Regions from separate parts of the Mus musculus genome. Here region 2 is linked to region 1. A link is a contact called in public promoter capture Hi-C data. All regions are on one chromosome and are shown on one strand. Each heading gives the region's core, a stretch centred on a gene start, on an enhancer-like site or on the middle of the called end of the contact. The rest is flanking DNA. Distances are from core to core; before and after follow the strand shown.

Evidence for each region. Promoter capture Hi-C pulls out the DNA fragments that hold promoters and counts their contacts.
Region 2: a contact with region 1 is called in a promoter capture Hi-C map of pre-B cells, with 2.9 times the contacts expected there. The contact joins the promoter of Dlst here to the promoter of Acot4 in region 1. A contact is called at or near these places in 2 of 39 promoter capture datasets (liver and pre-B cells).

The regions. Positions count from the first base shown.
Region 1 is chr12:84,035,475-84,041,420 of GRCm38.p6, forward strand. Acot4 (acyl-CoA thioesterase 4) reads left to right here and starts at 2,905. Exons shown (of 3, transcript NM_134247.3): 1 at 2,905-3,493. The coding sequence starts at 3,037. The region is part of intron 1 of Gm40474 (a long non-coding RNA gene); the gene reads right to left.
Region 2 is chr12:85,106,681-85,113,280 of GRCm38.p6, forward strand. It overlaps Dlst (dihydrolipoamide S-succinyltransferase (E2 component of 2-oxo-glutarate complex)), which reads left to right and starts at 4,153. Exons shown (of 15, transcript NM_030225.4): 1 at 4,153-4,279; 2 at 4,818-4,851. The coding sequence starts at 4,217. It also overlaps a transcript of Prox2 not described here.

The DNA of each region.
Region 1 (5,946 bases), core at 1,655-4,154:
AACAAGAGACATCACTTTCTAGAACTTTGGGAAAGAAGCTATCAAAACTCCTATTTATTTATTTGCTTTGCAATATATACGATTTACATTTATAAGAGGGAGAATTCATTCTCCTAAGAATGATTAAATAAGCATAAATCCGCCATTACGTGAACATTTATGGTACTGGCTGTGGTGCCTGTGAAGAAAGTAAGGGACAACATATTGATAACTCTTTGCCAGCTTGGAAATCAAAGTGAGGCACCTATCCTCTCTCATTTGCTTTGTATCAAATCTGTTCTTTCCTTTTGGTCACTATGACAAAAATTCAGGTTGATGAAGAGATAGCTGAGAAGGGCGCACATAGGCACAGCTAAGGAAGTTTGAGGTCACACTGCTTGCCTTCTTGCACACACTCATGGGTGGCTGGGCTTTTATAAGGATGATATATGCTCATTAGATATGATGAGGAGGATTTAATGATGATGACAATCGTAAATCATTTAGGTTGGAACCCCAGAATGGCTGCTTATTAGCTGCCAACATATCCAAGCCACTAATTCTTTATAACAGCTAGCTATTCTTCCTGAGAAATAATTGCAAATACGTGCATTAAAATAGCTAAGATATCTGAAGAAGAACGAAGACCAAAGTGTGGACACTTTGCCCCTTCTTAGAATTGGAAACAATCACCCATGGAAGGAGTTACAGAGACAAAGTTTGGAGCTGAGACAAAAGGATGGACCATCTAGAGACTGCCATATCCAGGGATCCATCCCATAATTAGCCTCCAAACGATGATACCATTGCATACACTAGCAAGCGTTTGCTGAAAGGACCCTGATATAGCTGTCTTTTGTGAGACTAGGCCGGGGCCTAGCAAACACAGAAGTGGATGCTCACAGTCAGCTATTGGATAGATCACAGGGTCCCCAATGGAGGAGCTAGAGAAAGTACTCAAGGAGCTAAAGAGATCTGCAACCCTGTAGGTGCAACAACATTATGAACTAACCAGTACCCCGGAGCTCTTGACTCTAGCTGCATATGTATCAAAAGATGGCCTAGTCGGCCATCACTGGAAAGAGAGGCCCATTGGACAGGTAAACTTTATATGCCCCAGTACAGGGGAACGCCAGGGCCAAAAAGGTGGGAATGGGTGGGTAGGGGAGTGTGGGGGACTTTTGGGATAGCATTGGAAATGTAATTGAGGAAAATACGTAATAAAAAAATATTTTAAAAAAGTTTTAATTTTAAGCTTAAAAAATAGCTAAGATATTAGATTATGAAGTTTTATGAAAATTATAGCTACCATTTATGTGATATTTACTCTATTCCTGGTACATCCAGTTCTCAAAACACTATGATGTAACTACTGCTATATCTAATATACAAGGAAGCTGTAGGGAAGAAAACCTGACTTGAAAGCATGTAACTGTTCCACAGAAAAATTCTTCTTGTCCCGATTCTGGGCTGTGGACATATAACAATAAAGTGAAATCAGCACCTCTCCTTTTGAAAAAATTGTCATTTAAACATCATGTTAAAATTGCTGATAACAACCTTCTTAGCAATATAATTCACAAAGTCCCTGCTCATATTTTACTTTACGTTGACCAAGGGACAGAACATCGCCTCAGTTGGCAGTCAGGGCCTTCCTCACCTTTGCACTCTTCCTTCTGGAAGGTTCAGTTTGAACGCCTGCCTTATGTGTATCTAGTGGCATGCCAACAGCATCCTAAACCCCAGCCAGATGGCTCCACAAGCACTCATATATCTGCATCTTAGGCTGCACCATTTCTAAAAAAGATTTATTTTATGTATGTGAGTACACTGTAGCTGTACAGATGGTTGTGAGCCTTCATGTGGTTGTTGGGAATTGAATTTAAAGACCTCTGCTCGCTCTGGACAACTATACTCACTCAGTCCCTGCTCACTCTGAACGAAAGATTTATTTATTATTATACGTAAGTACACTGTAGCTGTCTTCAAACGCAGCAGAAGAGGGCATCGGTTCTCATTACGGATGGTTGCGAGCCACCATGTGGTTGCTGGGATTTGAACTCAGGACTTTCAGAAGAGCAGTCAGTGCTCTTACCTGCTGAGCCACTCCCTGCACCATTTTATCAGCCCATTGGACAACACTGGACCTTGGATGAAGCCAACTTCTCAGAGAACTTTCTATGGCACCCTTGACACCTGCTCGGCCCCTAGAACGTTCAAGCCGCCCTTAATAGCACCCCTAGTAAAACGGGGTCGAGCAACCACCTCTGTGGCCTCTTCATCCTGTACCAGAGAGCCATTTGCATCTCATTGAATCTGGGCTTTGGGGCCAGGAGAGGATGTTGCCCACTAATTAATCTTGGCTGTCAATTTAACCACATCTGGAGTCAACTAAACCCCAAGCAGCTGGGATTGCCTGTGAAGGATTTTTCTTGGTTGGATTATTTTGAGGTGGGAGACTCACCCTAAGTCCAGATCATTTGGCCCTAAATCCAGATCATTTGGCCCTAAATCTGGGCCACACAAAAGGACACGGGAGAAGGGACGTCTTCGTGTCTCTGTCTGCGCATGTCTCCATCCTGTTCGCTATGTTCATATTTAGAGAACCCTAACTTAACACAGTTGCCTTTCTCAATTTAACTGTGCATTCTAGTTTCTGTGCTGGGAGCTGTAGCATCCAGGGAAGTTTTTGTAAGCTGAGTATCTTAAGACTAAAGTGGTATAAAGTTGTAATTTATTACAAAGTTCTTGCTCTTGGTTCCGTTTTGTATTTTTATAAAGCTGCTGAATCCACGGAAGGATCGTACTTTGCCTTGATTCATTCACTTGGTGTGTCATCACCAATCACTTTCACAACACCACGTGGGAGTGGCGAGAAGCAGAATCCTATAACCTGGCTCAGCCCCGAAGCATGACCTTTGGCCGGTCTGTGCCCAAATTGCTGACAGATCATGGTTCCTCTCTTGTCTGGGTCCTAGAGACGCACTAGGTCGGCTCCACAGCAGGCCAGGCTCCGCTCCGGACTCGCGTGGCGCTCCCCGAGGCCTCCAGCTCCTAATGGCAGCGACACTGAGCGTGGAGCCCACGGGCCGCAGCTGCTGGGACGAGCCGCTGAGCATCGCCGTGCGCGGCCTGGCCCCCGAGCAGCCCGTCACGCTGCGCTCTGTCCTGCGCGACGAGAAGGGCGCGCTCTTCCGAGCCCACGCGCGCTACCGCGCGGACTCCCACGGCGAGCTGGACCTGGCGCGCGTGCCCGCGCTGGGCGGCAGCTTCTCGGGGCTCGAGCCCATGGGGCTGCTCTGGGCCATGGAGCCCGATCGGCCTTTCTGGCGCCTGATCAAGCGCGACGTGCAGACGCCCTTCTTGGTGGAGCTGGAGGTGCTGGACGGACACGAGCCCGATGGCGGGCGGCGGCTGGCGCGGACGGTGCACGAGCGTCACTTCATGGCTCCCGGGGTGCGGCGCGTGCCCGTGCGCGAGGGCCGGGTGCGCGCCACGCTCTTCCTGCCCCCAGGTGAGTTGGGTGGTTGAGAGGTGGGAGCGCGCCAAGGGCTGAGTCTAGGGGTGGGGTTAGGGTTTCCTAGGAAGGTGCTATTGGCCATTTCAGTGGTCACTCAAACAGGTTGGGGGATTTTCATACATTAGCAAGTGCCCTTTGCTTGCATTATCTCATTTAATCTCTGTCTATCCCCAAAAGATAGTGTTATCCAGCTGATGAAAAACACAACTGAACTTTGTTGCAATACGAGGTTAGGAAAAATGAGACAGAGGAAACTGCCACATTGTCCTTGACACACGCAGCCCCTTCTCCCCACTCCACCCCCACCCCTAGTCAGTACATACAAACACACACACACACATACACACACACACACAACCTCAAGGGTTAAAGCCATAGTACATCCAGATTAGCATAAATTGGCTTTGTTCTTATTGTTTTTGAATTTAACCTTATGGGGGCTTAGTGGTTAAGAGCACTCACAAGCGTTCTGCCATTAACTTTGGAAAAGTAAAACCCAATTTTAAAACAATTTATTACTTATAGAATTAATATTAGAAGCATTACCATCATATTACAAAGTTTGGCTGCCAATTAATACCTATGAATACATGCAAGCTTTAATGTTTTATTAAAGAGACATTACTTAAAATTTTATCTTTAATTCTACTTTCTAGGATAAGAATCACATTAATTATTATCTCAACTAGAAGTATCTTTAGAGACCCAGCCTCTTGGCCTGCCTTATGCCACGTGTTGGAAGGACTTTAAACTTGAGTTATCAATTTTAAGGCTAACCATCTGTTACCAATGTAACAACTATTAATCTTAACTAATAACTTATGAGCTGATTGTGAAAACACTCAGAGCATATTACCAATTAAAAAAAAAAAAAAACAAAGGAAGCAGTTACATTTAGACCAATCAGAGAACATTAATTTTTCTAGCTATAATCATAGAATAAAAAGTACTTTATCATTTGCCAAACACATTAATCACGAATGTAGAGAACCCTCTAAGAAAAAAAAAAAGTTTATCAGCTTTTTTACCCCAAAACTAAGAGGCTGTAGACTCTCCTTTTTTCCTATAAGGAACAGCTTTTCCAGCAGGGGCCCTCTTGCCGTGTGCCTGTTTCCTGGTTGAAGCATGTGGCCGCTCTCGGCTTTGCAGATAAAGTTTTTTTTTTTTTAGCCATCTTTATTATCCAACATAAAACATAGAACATTCATTCATTCAGACTGGACACGAACATACATGAAATTGAACAAATGAACAGATTGGTGCACCAGACATTAGACAAAGACACAAAAGGGGCAGAGTACTTCTGCTGTAAAGCCCAGAGAGAACAAAGCAGGGCACCCCTGAAATTTCTCTCTGCTTTTTGGGACATTTTCCTCCCGCATGATGCAGTTTTTAACTGCGGCCATCTGCCTGATTAGTAATTTCCTTTTAATAAACCCTTTCTTTTCTCACGCCTAACTGGGAGCTACGGCTAACCACCTGTTACGTTCCTAGCCCCTAATAAACCTCACTGGTGAACCTAAGTGAATTAGCGTGCAGGTTTAACGCTGTTTCAACTTAGCCCATACCGACTTTCTCCGGTATGAATTTCCTTTAATTATTTTCTTCTTCTATGGAGCTCCAAACCAGCAGTGCTTCTTCCAAATGTCCTCTGTTGTTTCTCAGTCCCGCGTTGGGTCGCCAGATCTGTTGCGGCTGGCCAGCGGCTCACATGTCTGGGTTCTAGTCTGAGAAGCATCTTGGAACCTGGAAGAGAAGATGGGGCTAGGCGATGCGAGAGAGACGGAGCTAAGACAACCAGGTTCTAATCAAAGCTCAATTTTACTATTTCGTGCACCGAGTTATGAAGGAAGGGGAAAGGGCCCATTCCCGCCAAATCATCCTGGAGTCAGCTTCAGGTGACCACGTCGGAACAGCAAGGCGGCAGGCTCCAGCAGTGGGAGTGGCAGAACGATAGGGTGACAGGCTCCACCCTGATGCTCTCTTCTTGCTAACAGTGAAACCTGAGCTGGGGGGGGGGGGTTAGAACCTGGGTTCAATTCCCAGCACCTGCATGACAGCTCACAGCTGTCTGTAACTCCTGTACTGGGAGATCTGACACTCTCACACAGATAAATACAGAAGCAAAACTCTAACACATAAAAATAAATGTATTTTGTTTTCTCATGTGTGTATGGTTTGTGTGTGCTGGTGCTCACGGGGCGGGGAGGGGGGTGTCAGAAGAGGGGATCAGATCCCCTTGAGCTGGGGTTGCATGTGCTTGTGAGCCCCGGTCCTGGGTCCTGGGTCCTCTGCAAGAACAGGGAGGGCTCTCAACCACTGTAACACTCTCCTCTGCCACACACTTCCCATTGTCTGCAGCCCTTGGCAGAGCAGGAGGAGGGGACAGTCTAAGGCTTGCAAATCCTCCTTCCAAAATGTACTCCTCACCCCAAGGTTTAGCATGG
Region 2 (6,600 bases), core at 2,903-5,402, 1.1 Mb after region 1:
GCTGTGTGTCAGCTCCTGATCTCGGCCTCCAAGTTCCCCGTTGTGAGACACCTCCAAAGTGATCATCTTTCTTCAGACCCCTCCAGCAATCTCAGGGGGCTGAGTTCTATCTAGCACTAAAATCTCGCACCTCAGATCTCAGGAAGAACAGGCTGCGAGGCTGCCCCAGCAGTAGAAGAAGTTGGAACACTGGCCAGTTGCCGATAGACCCATCTCTGATAGAGTTGAGGAGAACTGGCCTACGCCCAAAACATCACCCAGAATTTTCCATCTTCTCCACTTCAACCTGGGAAGTGAAATGAATGTTGTAAAAATACAGCAATGAAAATCAGTGCACAGGCTTTTAAAGAGGGCTCCAAGGTTAAGAGCACCTGCTGCTCTCTTCCAGAACTCCCGGGTTCCATCCCTAAATAAAACTTTAAAGCTTAAAAGAGAGAGAAAATCAATGTACCATCGCTCATCTTATCAACATGAATTAATCCTCAAAAGGTAATGCAGAGTGAAAAAAATCGGTCACAGAGTGGTACAAGGACTACGATTCCGTTTCTATTAAAAAAAAGCCCCCCTCCCCACAAAGGGTATGGGTTTTCACTATAGATAAATCTATTCATTGTTTTAAGTTATAACTGCATATATCAATAGATGAAATCTGGGTAACATTGCTATACACAGAGACCCTATACAAGCTTTAGTCCATATTTTAAAGGAGCCTAGAGTTGAAGGACAGGCTATATAGTCTCATCCAGTAATATTCATATATATGTGTATACATATATATGTATATATATATATATATATGTGTATATATATACATGCACACACGCGCGCGCGTGTGTATGTGTGTGTATGTGTATGTGTAAATGTGTGAAAGCATGGTTCAGACCACATACACAGATATTAGAGGATTTAAGGTAAAAAGAAAAAATGTGTTGAGTGTATTATTCAAGGTGAACTGACCACTGAGCCGTGTTTTCCATTCATGGAACTAGTTAATCCTTTCTAGAAATCACAAAATTTTGTGTAGTTTGAAAGTGTAGATATTTAAAATTTTTTAAATATAAAAAATTTAAAATGAAAAAATTATGTGTATGCATATGCTTATTAAGGCTGTAATGGAAACTTGAACTCAGAACCCTGAATCCTGCTACCACTTGCTTTCATGGGTGCTTGGCCCTGTAGGCCAGGGGTTCTCAACCTGTGGGTTGCGATCCTTTGGAACTTGAACAACCCTCTCACAGAGTCACCCAAGATCATTGGAAAACACAGATATTTATATTATGATTCGTAGCAGTAGCAAAATTACAGTTATGAAGTAACAACAAAAATAACATGATGGTTGGGGGTCACCACAACATGGGAACTGCATTAAAGGGTCACAATACTAGGAAGCTTGAGAGCCACTGCTAAAGACAATGCTGTGCCTAGAGAGACTCCAAACCAGGAGAGTGTCCTAGCTTATAGGATTGCACCTTGCAGACCATGGAAGCTCATGGGTAAATCTCAAGGGAATCAATTTCAACCTTTATTCTCGAAGGAGGACTTTGAGTGCTATCATGTACAAAGGTTTTTGTATGTATTAAAACATTTTTGGCAGTCCTGGGGATTAAACCTAAGGTATTATACATGCTAGGCTTTGGTTAATGGTCTACCACTGAGCTATATTCCCTGTCTACTCTCTTTTGAGAAAGGATCCTGCTACATTGCCCAGACTGCTGACCACCTTCTCCTCCTCCTTCTCCTTCTCCTTCTTCTTTTCTTCTCCTCCTCCTCCTCTTCCTCCTTCTGGTTCTTCTTTTGGTTTCTCTGTGTAACCCTGGCTCTACTTTGACTTTCTTAATTCTCAGATTATAAGCTTGTGTGAACATGCCCTGCCTAAGACTACAAAATCAGGATGAATTTGGGTGATCAATAAAATGCCAGGAGATATGCTTGCTATACCTCAGCTTGAGTTTCTAAACCTTAGAGAAGAATCTCAAAAATTAATAATAGAAACCATGAAAAAAAATTATGTAACTAAGGAAGGGGAGGCTGGGTGTAGCCTAGTGGAAGAACTTACTTAGCATGCACAAAGCTTCAACCCCCAGCACAAAACAAAAGGATTAGGCAACTATCTTAGAAAAGTTAGTAGCGACCTCAGCAGCTAGAGATTGACATACCTCCTGGCTATTCTTGTGTTCCTCAAAAGTGTTGTGAGCACGGAAGTATGTAGTCATTTCTCAGTTACTCATTGGCTAGCTTCGAGCAGACAATTCAGAAAGAGAGTGGTTTCTTTGCTTCTCTCCTAATTAGTCAATAGAAGTGACAGATTTGTTGTTATTCTTTTTAATTTTGTGTGTCTGTTCTGGGAGGGGGGGTGTGCAGGGGCCCATGGAGCCAGAGGAGTTTGATCCCCTGGAATTGGAGATAAAGGTGGTTGTAAGCCACCTCGTGCCAGGTGCCAGGAAGAGAACTCTGGGCCTCTGGACGAGCAATGAATGCTCTTAACCACTGAGCCATCTCTCCAGCTTCAAGACAGTTCTAAGCAAGTCATCACAGTAGTGATGCACTGTAGTGACAGAGACACACTACTTTGGAAGGAAGCATAAAGTACCTGCTCACTTTGCCAGAGGGGAATAGGAAAGGTTTCAGGAAGAGATTTAAAGGGGAATTAAAAAGCCCCTAGATAAATAGGAAGGAACAGCGGACGCAAACATGGGGAATGAAATAGTGCATTGGGTGGGGTCGGGAGTGAGGTGGGGATCGGGGCAGATGGTCAGCAGCGAATTATGGCTCAGTATCTGTGAAAATGAGAGCTCAGAAGCCACGAGCCGGATAATTAGGTGCTTGGGCTAGCTGAGGAGTTTGGGCTGTATAGACAGGCAGGCAGTAGCAACTGGAAGAATTTAAGCAGGGGAGTGGCAGGATTAACTCTACACTAACAAAGGATCTTTGACAGAGGTGTGAAGGCGGAGTGGAGAGAGTGAAAGTGGAGTCTTAGACCTGCTACAAGGAAGCTTTGAAGGAAACAGATGAAGGGCATTACAGGCTCAATAGTGAGGGCAGCTGGGACAGATGATGTCTCTCTTTCTAATCAGGGCTTCTGCCCAAGGCTCAGAGATTCCAATGCCATTGGATCCAGGGTTTGGTGAGCAGAGGCTTTGTGAAGGTTTTGAAAATTAGGCAAAATAACTCAAAAAAAAAAAATCAAAGGCACTACGTGGTTCATTTATTCATTCAGACATTAATTTGATATTTATTCAGCTGAGCTCATGGAATACTATTTCTGTTAGGAAGCCAGGGTTAAAGGCCTAGGGATTTAAGAGCGAGCAAGTAAGCAGGGTAAGGGTGGCAAGCGCTTTCAATGTAAGGCAATGGGCAGAATGGTATACACAAAGCTGCGGGGGGAGGGGGCGCAGGAAGCCTACAAGCGTTTCTACAACCTCTGCCAATGGGGCATGACATTGAACAAAAGTGTAACCCCCATAAGATTAGTATGTCACATTCCCAGAGTTGGGTAGCAAATAACTTCCAGAGTTCACAAGCTGGGTGGAGCACAGTTAGCTTGGCTGGAGAGTTTGCTCAGGGGCGGGAGAAGATCAGGAGCTAAAGCACAGTGGGGCTAGTTGGTGAAGTCTTACAGGTCCTTTAATACAGTTCCTCTTGTAGTGATCCCGGGCCATAAGATTATTTTGTTGCTACTTCATAACTGTAAATTTGCTACTGTTGTGAGTTGTAATGTAATTATCCGGTATGCTAGATATCTGATATGTGATCCCACTGAAAGGGTCGTTGGACCCTCCAAAGGATCGCGACCCACCTGCCCAAGTCCACATAAGCCTAATCACCGGCCTGAGATCTAAGTTCCTAGCCATTTCCCTCTCTTCCTAGAATGCAGAGGCAGAAAGGCTAGGTTTGGGGGCAGCAGAAAACGGCGCCAAACAGAACCAGCTCTGAGGAAAGGCAGGGAAGGCTTGAACCCGGGGGCGCTCCGGTGGCCGGATGGTTGTCCTCGAAGAATACTAACCCAAGTTGGCCTTCTCTTGACAGCGCCACAGATGCCCCGCGCTGGGACCGCTAAGGATGCGAGCCCGGCTCACACCGCCCGGCACCCAGCACGGTTAGTGGTTCGCTCCGAACACCCCTCGCCGCTTGGCTGGTGCCGCGGCCGGTCTCACTTCCGGTTGCTGCCGGGCCCTGTATCCGGTGTCCGCCCGCCCTCCATCCCGCTGCCTCCGCGATGCTGTCCCGGTCACGCTGCGTGTCCCGGGCGTTCAGCCGCTCGCTTTCTGCCTTCCAGAAGGTACTGTCTGGCGGGGCCCGGGCTCCGATGGGTGCCGAACATGGCTGTGGGCGGACGGGCAGGCCGAAGGGCAGGGACGCTGTGTGCTGGCCAGGCCGGCCACCAAGGGCACCGGGACGCGGTGGCTGCCGACGCCCGCGGAGCCGCCCAGCCGCGTGTACGGAGCCCCGGAGCCCCTGTCCTCTCCCAGGCAGCCCGCGCCGGCCGTTTTCCCGCTGTCCCGAACCCTTTGCTCCGGGGCTGGGAGCCGCGCCCGCAGCGACATTGACTTAGAGTTAAGAGAGGAGGCACGGCCCCCAACCGTATTCCGCGGCCTGTCTCTTCGCGGTCTCCAAACTAGCGCCTGGCAGGCTCAGGGGAGGATGACAGAGTTTGGCCGACTCGGTGTTTTGCGTCTACTTTCGGAGTTAAGAGCACGATAAACGTGTCATTACCTGTCAGCAGCACGATAAACGTGCCCTTAAAAAAAATGTTTGTTTGTTTTTTTCCCCCCTCTTTTCATTTTGGGTGACGTCGATAATGTCTTCTTTCTCAACAGGGGAACTGCCCTCTAGGGAGACGTTCCCTGCCTGGTAAGTTCTGCCCTTGCGGTCACCTAAAATGCACTTCTCGTGGGCAGAGCAGCATGGGAGGAAATCTGATGTTTCTTCTCATGGTATTTAAAGACAATGAATTCAGAGAGATGCGAAGCAAAAGACTCCCTTAAGTATAACTGCTGTCATGTACTCACCCGGCGCATCCTTACTGGGTTTTGTTCAGCTTTTTGTGGTGCTGAGGATAGAAGCTAGGGCATGGGAGGCAAGCACTTAACCACTGAGCAACACCAGCGGCCCACGGTTACTGAATTTACACTGTCAGGGCACTGTGCTAGATGCTCGTTAGAAATACAACAATGCAAAAAGTCTTGTCCTCCAGGAGCCTGAGGCGTAAGGGAAAGGCATGGTGTAAATTGCTGATCATCAATCATCTAAGTGTTTGGAAACATGGACAGAACAGGTTTAAATAGGTGACATTAAAGTTGTGGCTTGCAGGATGTGACAGTCAGTGAAGAGAAGAAGAAGAGAGAGAAAGAAAGGGGTAGAATGCATGAAGTCAGTGAAGAAGGAAACAGGTGTGGCATTCTTTTGGAATTGGAAACAAAGTGACTGGTCAGAAGCCATTAGTTAAAGGAAACAGTATCTCGAGGAAGATGATGGTGTAGAGGCTTTCGGAAGTTTAGATATTTTTTCCCTTAAATTTATTTTTCTTTATGTGTACTGTGTACACACTTGGCATTCTGTGCCCACGGAGGCCAGAAGAGGTGTGGGATCCCCTGTAATTGGAGTTGCAGGTTGGTTGGGAAATGCCCGGTGCCTGGGTCTCTGCAAGAGCAGTACCGGTTCTGAACCCCTAAGCCTGGAAGTTTGGATTTTCATTCTCGTAGCTGTGTGTGGGTTGTTGTCTTTGGTAGAGGAGAAAGTTATTAACAACCTTCCATAGCTTACTTTTAATCAGGTGCCTGGCAGATATGTATTTATCCCTGCCCACCTTCACTTTTTTATTTTTGGAGACAAAGTCTTGCTGTTAGGACTGTCTGACCTAGAGCTAACTATGCATATACCAGGCTGGCCTTGAACTTCCTCTTGCCTCTCTGCCTCAGAGAGCTAGGATTACAGCCTTGTGCTACCACATCTGGCTCTGGCAAAATACTTGTTGAAAGATTCAGTCCTATGTATGTAGGCTTTCTCGTGCCAGTCGTTGTTCTGAATGCTTCCTGTGCAGTTTTGGGTTAATCATAACTAAGTGAGATTTAGTAGCATAGTCCTCGATTTCGAGGTCAAGGTCACTCAGGCAAAACTATTGGTTAAATGAGGCTCACCTAACTCCTTCCTCAGCTCAAACTGCTTTACTGAAAGAAGGGTTGGAATTTCCTTGTGAACTCAACAGAGTATGTCTGTGTCTGAATGATAGGGTCTGATATAGCCCAGGCTGAACTCAAACTAGATAAGTAGTCTGAGGCTGCCATTTTACTTTTGAACATTCTGCCTCTCTTTCCCAAGTGCTAGGATCACAGGATTGCACCACCAGGCCTGGGTTTATGCAGTGCTGGAGTTCAAACCCAAGACTTTGTACCTGCTGGGCAAGACTCTTAGCAGTCATCTGAACTGTGTCCGAACTCAGTCAATAGAGTGCTTCTTAGGTTCCTAGGTTCCTAGGTAGGGATACAGCCGGTCTCTCTCTGCAAGAATCTCTTGGGCTAGCTGGACAGACAAAGCAAATGCACGGTTATGTACCCTTAGGGAGAAAACAGCATTGTGGTTACTAAGTACAGGCTGAGAAGA